Regions from separate parts of the Mus musculus genome. Here all the other regions are linked to region 3. Evidence: chromatin contacts called from public HiChIP or PLAC-seq data. All regions are on one chromosome and are shown on one strand. The core of a region is the stretch at or near the end of the contact, and the rest is flanking DNA. Distances in the headings are between cores, read along the strand shown.

Region 1 (3,122 bases), core at 362-2,861, 150 kb after region 3:
TCATTTGGAGCTTCATGAATAAACTGTTTTAGGGTAGGTCCCCACAGCCTTCATTCATTCATGAGTCAGTTTATTCTTGCAGTGGGGCAGGGATAAGTGCCTTGGGTAGTCATTAGGAGCTAGGCTGTTGGGCATTAAACCTGAGTCTCTCTAAGTGAATGCTGAGAGCTGTTCAGACTAAAATGCCTCAGCCCGTGTTCTTAGTGCTGCAGAACTTCCAGCTCAGTAAATCCCCTTAAAAAAAAAGTAAACAGCTGGGCAACCTGGCATTTACCTTAATTGCCAACTGTCAGGAGTAGGAGGAGGGAGAGGAGTAGGAGGAGGGAGAAGAGGAAGAGGAGGAAGAGGAGGAGGGGGAAGAGGAGGAGGAGGAAGAGGAGGAGGGGGAAGAGGAGGAGGAGGAAGAGGAGGAGGGGGAAGAGGAAGAAGAGGAAGAGGAGGAGGAGGAAGAAGAGGCACAAGGATCTGTTGCGTTTCAGACCAGGCAGGACTACATAGTGACTTTATCTCAGAAGAGCAAACAACAACAATAACAGTAAAGAGCCCAGCCTCAGGGATTTTGTTACAGCTACACAGAATGTACAAAGCCTCTCTGAATTTCATTTCACTCAAACACCTTTTCTTTTAAAAGCTTTTTGGTGCTGGGCAACCACTGAACTACTTCCCAGGCAAATTCTGTCTTAATCTTTGCGTTGCGCGTCTCCCGGAGAAACCCAGTGTTTCGGGACCATGCAGACCTGGCTTCTCCATGTTTGACAGCTATTGGTTAGTTTATCTCTTTCATGTCCCATTTCACTACAAACACCAGAAATAAACCAGATGGCATCTTCAACATTCTGCCTGGAAACCTTGTAACTACATCACCCGGCTCATTAGGCGCCTTTCTGGCTGTTCATGTTACTGTGAGTGGGTGTTGCAAACTCTGTTACTGCTGCAAGGATCCTGTCTTCGCCATTTCTAGTGAGCGTGTCCTCTTACACCCTTGCTGAGGGCTCTTTGACATTTTTCCTTAGGACTCTTGGTCCTTTATCTTCCTTCTCAGTTTTTCGTCCCTTGGCTATGTGGTCCCAAGGCCATGCTCAAACTTTGGGTTTTCATTACTGTAGCTGTCCACTTCCAAATACCAAAATATCATTTATCTACCGCTGTTCCTTGCCCTGCAATTTTCTTCACAGGGTTTCCTGAGTGTCCCCAGGGCATTGCTGCTGGCTCCCTCCCCACAAAAGTAATGATCCCCAAATTCCACACCATCAATCTTGTTTTGTCCTCTTGTTAGAAGCAAGTCCCCGAGTCCTGGCTTCTGGCCTCTGCTTCTGAAGGAGGAATGCCAAAGAACCTGTAGATACAGCTTAGAGCCACCACACTTGCTGTTCAAGGCTCCAAGTGACCTAGATCACTCACTCACACGTCACCTCTCAACCTCAGGTTCCCCCTGATACTTCACTGAGAGATCTTGGGGAGCAGGTTAGAATCAAAACCAGTTCTAGGCTTCCAGGCAATAGGCTCTGTAGTTTGGGCTGGAGATCTAGGGTAGAGCATCATAGCTTCATGGTGTGCGACTGCACAAGGTCCCAGGGTCACAGGACTGCCCCTTGTGTGTTGCAACTCAGGCTCATGACTTCCTCTCCCAGGGCCTCTGTTTCTGAATCTGCCAATCATGGGGGAGCCGGGTTGCCAGGCAGACAAAGCAAGATGGTGGCAGAGCTGAAGCAGAGGAACATCTGGTTTTGGCTGGAGGATGCCAATCACCCGGCAGGCTGATTGATTGGCGCCAGCACAGATTAATTTCCTCCTGCCTCAGCTGGGTCTTAAGTGCCATTCAATCACCCTTCACCGGTCTCCGAGCTTGCTCCTTCCCACCACCACAGCTGTTCTCGAGCCTCTGTGGGCTCCCTCTCAGGCCTCTGCAGCCAGGGGCCAGCACTTTCCTGGGTCCGAGGCCAGCTGTCTCTTGTCCATCTCCTCCTGGACCTCATGCCCCGGTCCCTTTTTCCTTTCTCCAGTTTCTTTACCCCTTCCCCCATATAGCAATACTTAGCTGCTTCCTCCCATAGCCTCTGTCTGTCCTGGGCTAGCTTCTCTAGTGAGCTATCCCTGCCTTACTCTGCTGTCCCAGAGACTTCCTAAATTGCCACCAGGCTCTCAGCTCTCTCCTACCGCCTTCTTCTTAAGAACTTTTACCGGGCCACAGTGAAGAGGGACAACTGTTGGGGACCGCAGACAGGATTTAGCTGGCCTTCCTGGGACCCCCCACAAGGTTCTTTCAGGATACAGAGATAAAGTTACCAGTGAGGCATAATTACTTCACTGGGGCAGCAAAGCCCAACACTGGGGTATTGTTTCCCTCTAATCCCTCCACTCAGCCTGGGTCTTGCCACTGTCAGTGTGGGGTCTCCAGCCGGCTTCAGTACCCCATCCCCACCCCCAGCCCAGGTTTGGCTAAGGCCTGGCTTTGCACACTTGACAAGTCCAGGGGCATTTGAAACTTCCCTGGCAAGTGTCCATCAGCAAGTGTTCTTGTGTGTCTGCCTTTTGTGACCCTGCAGTTTTCTGAAATCTTCCTGATTTCTTACCCGTCTCTGGCTATCTCTTCCCATCTTTGCCCTCCCTGGGTTGTCCTTACTCATACTGTAAACCCTTACGGCTTGAAGAAATCGATGGCACTCAGATTCCTGTCACAGAGACTGCTGCTGAGCCCTGACCTGGGTCAGTGGCAACTACCTAGTGACTGCTCAGCTCCAGTGAGCACTCTCTGAGTCCCCTTTTGATGCTGTTATTTGCTGTGTCCTTGAGTCACAACCCTGGAGGGTGCACCAGGCTCTTCCCAGACCCAAAAAGTCAAGGCTTGTCTGCTGGGGTCTAAGTCCCTTTGCTGGCTAGTTTTATGTCACTTAACAGACGCTAGATTCATCTGAGAGGAGGGAGCTTCAACTGAGAAAATACCTCCATAAGATTGGGCTGTATACAAGCCTGGGGCAATTTTAAGTTAGTGGTTAATGTGGCATGGACCAGTCCACTGTGGGTGGGGATACCCCTGGATAGGTGATCCTGGGTGTTTAAGAAAGCTGGCTGAGGGCTGGTGAGATGGCTCAGTGGTTAAGAACACTGACTGCTCTTCCAGA
Region 2 (3,409 bases), core at 835-3,334, 170 kb after region 3:
CCTCCTCCCTCAGGAAGAACCTTCCCCACAGTGGAGGCATGCACACAGAAGGTGGGCAGGGACAGTGAGCACCTCTGCAGGCTGGACAATGGGCTCTGACATTCTCCTGAGTTCTGAGGAGGACATGGATGTCACCAGAGCTTCAAAGTCTTTTGAAACCCACAACAGGGAAGGCATCTGGCTAACAGCTGGGTATTAGGAGGAAATCAAGGATAGGCACAGAGTTGCTCAGCCAGCAAAGTGCTTACTGTAGACTTGAGGACCTGAGCTGGACCTCCAGCACCCTCCAAGGCTGGGTAAGGGAGTACTGGTCTGTGATCCCAGCGTCAGCAGGGTGAAGATGGATAGATCCTGGTGGCTCTCGGCCTAGGCTGTGAGAGACTCTGTATGAAAATACCCAAGGTAGGTGGCTTCTAAAAAACACTGCTTCAGGTTAACCCTTAGCTCGGGTGCATGTGCTAACACACACTAAAAGGTAAATTAATTTTAAAAGGGATGAACATGAACAACCTCTTTCTGCCCAAATGGAAATGTTTGACTGACCAATGGGAGAGGAACCCTATGGAGACAGGAGGACCTTACCTAGATCTTCTCAGGCCAGAATGGTCACTGGATGACCAATGGCTCCTAGCATGGTCTAGAAGACCAAGGGTCCTGCTGCAAGGTGACTGGTCAGGGCCTGCTGTTTGCCCAGCAAGCAGGCAATAAGGAAAGCACAGGGCAGTGCTGTGGGCTGCCTGCCGTCAGGGGGACAACAGTGGCTGGAGGAAATAACCCAGCCAGGTGCACATCTCTAGGGCCAGAGCAAACGATCCCACAGATGAGCTGTGGGGAGAAGGGCAGGCATGGTGGTGAGAAAGAGACTGGAAGTGGATGGAGGATAGTTAGGGGAAGTCTGGCTGTTTGAGCAGGATGGGGTGAAGATGTGTGGTGAGCCTAAACTCAGTAGCTGTCTGGGGAGGCTCCTCTCCATGGCTGCTCCTGGGTTATCTTCCACCTAACATTCTCCCTCTGCACAGCTGGCTCTGGGCCTCCAGCTCTTTTCCATCCTCACTGGAATTCACCTTCTATTATGGAACCTGCCTTTGCTGACCATCGCTGCCTGGCCAGGTTCGAGCTGCTTCATAGGAGCACTGGGCCAGAATTCTGGGACTCACACCTTGACGGGGATATACCTGCCTGGTTCTGGTACTGGCCCTGGGCTAAGCATTTTTGGGGGCACTTTTTCTTTGGATCTTGTAACATGCTGAGGTGGGCCCTGCTGTCTGGTTCCTGGAGGCTGCTGAAGGATGTGACCAGAGGTCCTTGAGTGCCTCCTGCACAGGCTCTGACAGCCATGCCTTTTTTGAAAATAAGGTCTCACTATGGAACCCACTTTGGTCTCCAACTCACATTTCCCCTGCTTTAGTCTCCAGAGTATGGTGTCTTTGTTATGATCTTGAGGGATGTGAAACACTGGCACTCTCCAAATCCACCGGTGCTATGTAGGGAGAAGCAGGAGGCCTAAGGGAGAGAGCTGGCCGACATGGACACGGAGTGGAAGGCAGGAAGGAAAAGCCTCTAGCCTCTCACCCCGTGAGGGACTCCACTCCTTAAAGCTGTCCCCCAGGTCTAAAACTTCCTGTGTTAGGAAAGGTGCTTTAGAAAGAACATCCCATCTAAGAGCAGCTAAGAGCAAGAACATTTATTCGAGTGTGAACAATCCAGAAGTCAGCGATTGCAGTTACGCTGGCTCCGAGTCAGCCGTCTCCTCCCCTCCGGATCACAAGCTGGCTGTCAGGGTTCCAAGCTTCATGTTTTCACCCAGCAGCGGCACTAGACAGAAAGGGAAAGGAGGCCAAGAGAGCTACCAGCACATCTCTTCGAGGGAGCAAAGTGGGGCCCTGAAGCTACCCTTGTAAGTCCCACGACATGGAAATGAACTCACAAGTCTCAAAACTGTACCGGCTACGCCCTTTTCTTATCTGTAAGACTGACTACGCCCCACGTGATGGACTAAGCTTTAGGGCCTTTGAGAGCTAGCTACCCCCTAAGAATGCCATGCCCACACACTGTTTCAAGTTCCATTCTGGTTACCGCTGACTTGGAAGGAATCTATTTGTCTCTTTCTTCCTCGGTCCACCGTTGGTCCGCAGCTGCTCCATTTTCTCTGCTCCCACCCTTCCCCCATGGCCACATTAGGATGCTCAGGAACACTGACCTTCTACAGCCCTGGGGTTCACTCAATGCAAACACTATCGACAGCAGAATTCTGTATTTCCTGTGGGCGCCTGGATACATATTTACAAGTTTTTAGAAAGGTCTAGGAAAGTACACACCAAGCCCATCCCCGCGGTTGCCACAGGGGACGGGGAAGGGAACGGGATGGAAGCAGGTGGCCAGAAGGGACCAGCAGCTCCAGCAGTGGTGTTCTGGTTCTTAAAAAGGAGCATGGATTCATGTTTCGCTTGTGTCATTAAACTTTAATTTGAAAAAATTCCCATTCATTTTCAGCCAATTACGCTGGCCCTGTGCTGGCTGTGCTTGCGAGTTTGTGCCCAGGGAGGGAGAACATTTACTTTGTGTGTGTCTGTGAATGAAGTGCAGCGATTAGAAAGTAGATTAAAAAGAAATGTAGCAAACAAAAGCCAAACAAAACGGGCGGGGAGTAGAGAAAACTCATTCATGACAATAATGGAAACCAAAGAAATCAACCCAGGAGGAAAGCCACAAGTTTCTGAGGAAAAAGCAGTGTGTGTGTGTGTGTGTGTGTGTGTGTGTGTGTGTGTGTGTGTGTGTGACATGTAGTGAGCGGCTGGACAAACAGAGTTCTGCCTCGTCCCTGCAGTGAACGGCACAGTATTATACTGATGTCAGTTTCCCCCAAATTAATCTCGGAATTCACAGTATCTGACAAGCAGCTTTCAGAGTCTGTGTGGAGAGAGGAGCAGGCTGAGGCAGCTGGGAGGAAGCATAGTGAAATGTGGCATTTTACTTCACAGATATCACAAGGTGGTAAAGAGTAATGACAAATTAAAGTCTGCTACTGACAGGAATAAACAGATTAGTTAAAAAAAAAAAACCTAAACAAAACCAAACCAAAACCCCAGATAACCAGGGGCCTCCAAGTCCCCTAGCTGTGCGGCTTCACTCTAGGGAGAGCGGAGACAGGATGAATGTGCTGACCCGTTCTATTGTGCTCCGATAATTGGCTGTCCGTTTTGAGAAAGGCTAGACACTGTCTCAATTCTATCATAGAAATATATTCCAGATGCAAGAAAGAGCCAAGAACAAACCTGTGAAACCATTAGAGGAGAATAAGGGCTCTATCTCAATCAAACATGATATATATTCAACAAGGAACAGTGGAGACAGAGGAGACGCATTTGATTGAAACTGGCAACTTCTGTCTAAGGCAAGGTTCTACAGT
Region 3 (3,078 bases), core at 307-2,806:
TCTCCAGACCATATATATGTGTGTGTGTGTGTGTGTGTGTGTGTGTGTGTGTGTATGTATATATAATATAACATAACATATATAATATATATAATGTTTTGTCTGCATGTATGTATTTGTATCACATGTGTGCTTGGTACACAGAGACCAGAAGAAAGCTTCTGGTTTCCTGACATTGGTGTTATAAAGGATTTTGTGCCATTATGTGGGTGCTAGGAACCAAGCCCAGGTTCTTTTGGAAGAGCAGCAGACACACTTAACCACTGAGCCTCTCTCCAGTCCCTAGTTACTCGTTTGTTGCTGTTAGGCTCCGATAGAAGAAACTTTGCAAGTTTGTTTTGGCTTGGGTTGTCGATGACCGTCTATGTCTACCATTGGGAGGACCTCACAGCAGCAGGAGTTTGGAGCAGCACGCTTGAGGATTCTGCCTCAGAAGTAGAAAAGAAAAAGGAAAAAACAAAAACAAAAAACCAAACAACCCAAAATCCATCTACACAATTGATTTTGAGGCTGGGCATGGCTCAGTGAGTGAGAGTGCTTATTGACTAAACATGAAGGTCTCAAAGACCCAAAGTAAAAAGCCAGGCATGGTCACTCATACATCTTTAACGCCAGTCCAAGGCAGAGGAGAGGAGAGGATGGATACGGGATCCCTGCGGCTTTCCCTATCTCAAGGGAATAAGGTGGACTATAATAGAGCAAGACACGTGATATACTCTGGCCTCAGCAGCCATAGGTACATGCATGTGAGTGCATATGCCACACCCGTACCCACACCAATACCCACCCGTGGCACACATAATTAAAGGATTTAGGGGTCAGGGCCACATCAGCTGACCTAGAGATAGTTTATCTGGCTGCCAAGCTGAGTTCGTTGGCTGGAGGCTTGATAACTGCCCACGTGAATCTCACTCTGCGGGACTTCCCAGGAATGATCAAGAGCGAGGAAAGAGGAAGTCACAATGTTTTTCTGTCTTAATCTCGGAACTCAAGCTCAGTATTTCCCCAAAATTCTATGGGTCACATTGGTCAGCGTGGGAGACTGTGAAGGCTTGACTATCAGGCACCAATCACATCACTGCCCATTAAACTCCATTCCTAACTGGTCTGCCGCACTTATTTCAATGCTGATTTTTGCCTTCCAAACATTTATCGCATTAAGGATTCCCTATCTATTATGTGACTTACTGACTATAAACTCCATGGAAGCAGAGATGTTCACTGGTCTCTTTTTAATTTATTATGGTGATTTGTTTTTGTCTGAATTATAGCATGGTAATGTTTGTCCTACCCCTTATATTGTAGATTTCTGGCTCAGACTTAGAACTGAGTTCTAAACTGGGGGGAGACCGGCTGTAATCAGGAGAATTGCCCCCAGTTCGAGGCCAGTCAGAGCTACACTGTTGAGACCCTGTCTCAAATCAAATAAAAAATTCATTAAAGCTTCAACCTTCGGTGTCTAATTAGGGGAGAGCAGGAGGAAGACGGCGAGGAAGCGGTGGACCTGGTAAAACCCGCTGAGCGGAATCTGCTGCTGCTCCCAGCACATCGCTTCCGGGTCACGAGGGATCACTTCCGGTGCGGCGGCGCGGCGTTCCGGGAGGTAAGTATTGAGGCTCGGATAACCCGGCCGAGGCTTCCCGGCGGGCGGGATCGGGGCGGCGTTGCGGGTTACAGCGGCTTCCGGGGTTGCGGAGGGCAGTTATCTGTAAAGGCAGTCTGCGTTCCGAGGAGACTGGGGCCCTCGCGAGGGTTGTGCAGGGCCAGGGCCCAGCCTGCCCTGCGCCGGGACCAGCCGGGGCTTGGCTTGTCGGGTGTGCCCTGGATGGCTGTGTTACCTCGGGCATCTCGATCTTCCTCTCCCGGTCACTTTCCTTCCCCGCAGAAGGCTCCCTTGGGCCTGTGCGGAGGATGCGAAGGCCGGGAGCGTATCAGTGCTTAGTTGCAGTGTGTGCTTGAGAGAAAACTGCCAGAGAAAGGGATGGGGAATGCGATAGCCTCCCCGGTGTCTGCGGTTCCAGTGACCTGACACCTGGAAATAGAAAGTGGAAGACTCCAGAAACAAACCGCGCATGGCTTTGAATTTGTGTGTTTTGAGTAGCTCAGTAGTGGAGACTCACCCAGCGTGCTTGAGTCCCATGTTCAGACCCCAGAACTGTTCTTCCCGGCCCTAAGATAGTAGCACGATGAAGTTTTACCTCTTCCTGCTTTACACGTAGGTCATCGTCTTGCTTGGCGTATCCCTCTGTATACGCTACCCCCTCATTAGTCACGTAGGACAGCTGCCTGTGTAACCCTCATATCAGCACAAGAGTAGTAATGATAGCCTTTGGGGTTTGCTGAAAAAGGTGCTATTTTAAACAGCCTTTTTTTTTTTTTTAAAGGAAGATTCTTAGGCTAAAGTTGCTAAGCTATTTGGTGAGAACAAAATTTTTGTTGTTTTTCCAAGACAGGGTTTCTCTGTGCAGCCCTGGCCATCCTGGAGGAGCTCTGTGGGTTGGAGGCTAGCCTGGTCTACAGAATAAGTTCCAAGTCAACCAAAGCTACACAGAGAAACCCTGTCTCGAAAAAAAAAAAATCAAAATTAAAAATCAGAGCTGGTGATATGGCTGAGTTGGAAGAGGGCTTACCCAGCGTGTAAAAGCCTTGGTTTTTATCCCTTGCATCCTAAGTCTGGGGGTGGGGCAGAGCATGCCTATACTGTTCTGGGCTGCATAGCAAATTTGAGGGCTCCATGGGAACTTTGCTGAAACATCAATAAGTGGTAGTTTTGTTTTTGAACCTCACATTGCCAAGGTTACAGCCATAGTGTGTAGTAAATGTTTACTTAGTTAGGATAGAGATGGCATCGAATTTGTGAGTAGAAACGGACAAAGACTGCCTTACGCTATGTGAAGGCTTCAGCCAGGCCTCCCCTGAAACAAGAGCACAAAGCCACTTCCTGGGAATAAGGGATGGTCACACAGGTTAGGGATGGATTCGTTCTGAAACCAAAATCTCCATAGCGGACGTCACTGCCAGTGTGGAGGTCTCTGCTATAGTCCCAGCAGAAGAACACATGAAGGCAGTTTTGAAGTG

The links. HiChIP or PLAC-seq counts read pairs in DNA pulled down with a chosen protein or histone mark.
Region 1: an H3K4me3 HiChIP or PLAC-seq map of bone marrow-derived macrophages shows a contact between it and region 3, with 4 times the contacts expected there. The contact joins the enhancer-like site here to the promoter of Manbal in region 3. A contact is called at or near these places in 8 of 39 promoter capture datasets (the 3T3-L1 cell line, the C10 cell line, embryonic stem cells and 4 more), 1 of 484 Hi-C or Micro-C datasets (the HPC-7 cell line), 4 of 115 datasets of contacts at active chromatin or transcription factors (bone marrow-derived macrophages and embryonic stem cells) and 3 of 9 other capture datasets (adipose tissue, embryonic stem cells and pancreatic islet).
Region 2: an H3K4me3 HiChIP or PLAC-seq map of embryonic forebrain shows a contact between it and region 3, with 3 times the contacts expected there. The contact joins the enhancer-like site here to the promoter of Manbal in region 3. A contact is called at or near these places in 10 of 39 promoter capture datasets (the C10 cell line, the SN4741 cell line, cranial neural crest and 7 more), 1 of 484 Hi-C or Micro-C datasets (forebrain), 15 of 115 datasets of contacts at active chromatin or transcription factors (bone marrow-derived macrophages, craniofacial prominence, embryonic basal ganglia and 9 more) and 3 of 9 other capture datasets (adipose tissue, liver and pancreatic islet).

What each region holds. Positions count from the first base shown.
Region 1 is chr2:157,512,215-157,515,336 of GRCm38.p6, forward strand. No RefSeq gene overlaps it. Among named protein-coding and RNA genes, the nearest start is that of Gm14279, 9.4 kb to the right of the region's middle. Within about 2 kb of position 1,612, at least 36 of the 459 cell types and tissues checked have an H3K27ac peak or open chromatin away from gene starts, as enhancers often do. A contact at or near this core is called in adipose tissue, bone marrow-derived macrophages and pancreatic islet, where this site is marked.
Region 2 is chr2:157,538,492-157,541,900 of GRCm38.p6, forward strand. No RefSeq gene overlaps it. Among named protein-coding and RNA genes, the nearest start is that of Gm14279, 17 kb to the left of the region's middle. Within about 2 kb of position 2,085, at least 46 of the 459 cell types and tissues checked have an H3K27ac peak or open chromatin away from gene starts, as enhancers often do. A contact at or near this core is called in adipose tissue, embryonic forebrain, forebrain and 1 more, where this site is marked.
Region 3 is chr2:157,366,038-157,369,115 of GRCm38.p6, forward strand. It overlaps Manbal (mannosidase, beta A, lysosomal-like), which reads left to right and starts at 1,557. Exons shown (of 3, transcript NM_026968.3): 1 at 1,557-1,603.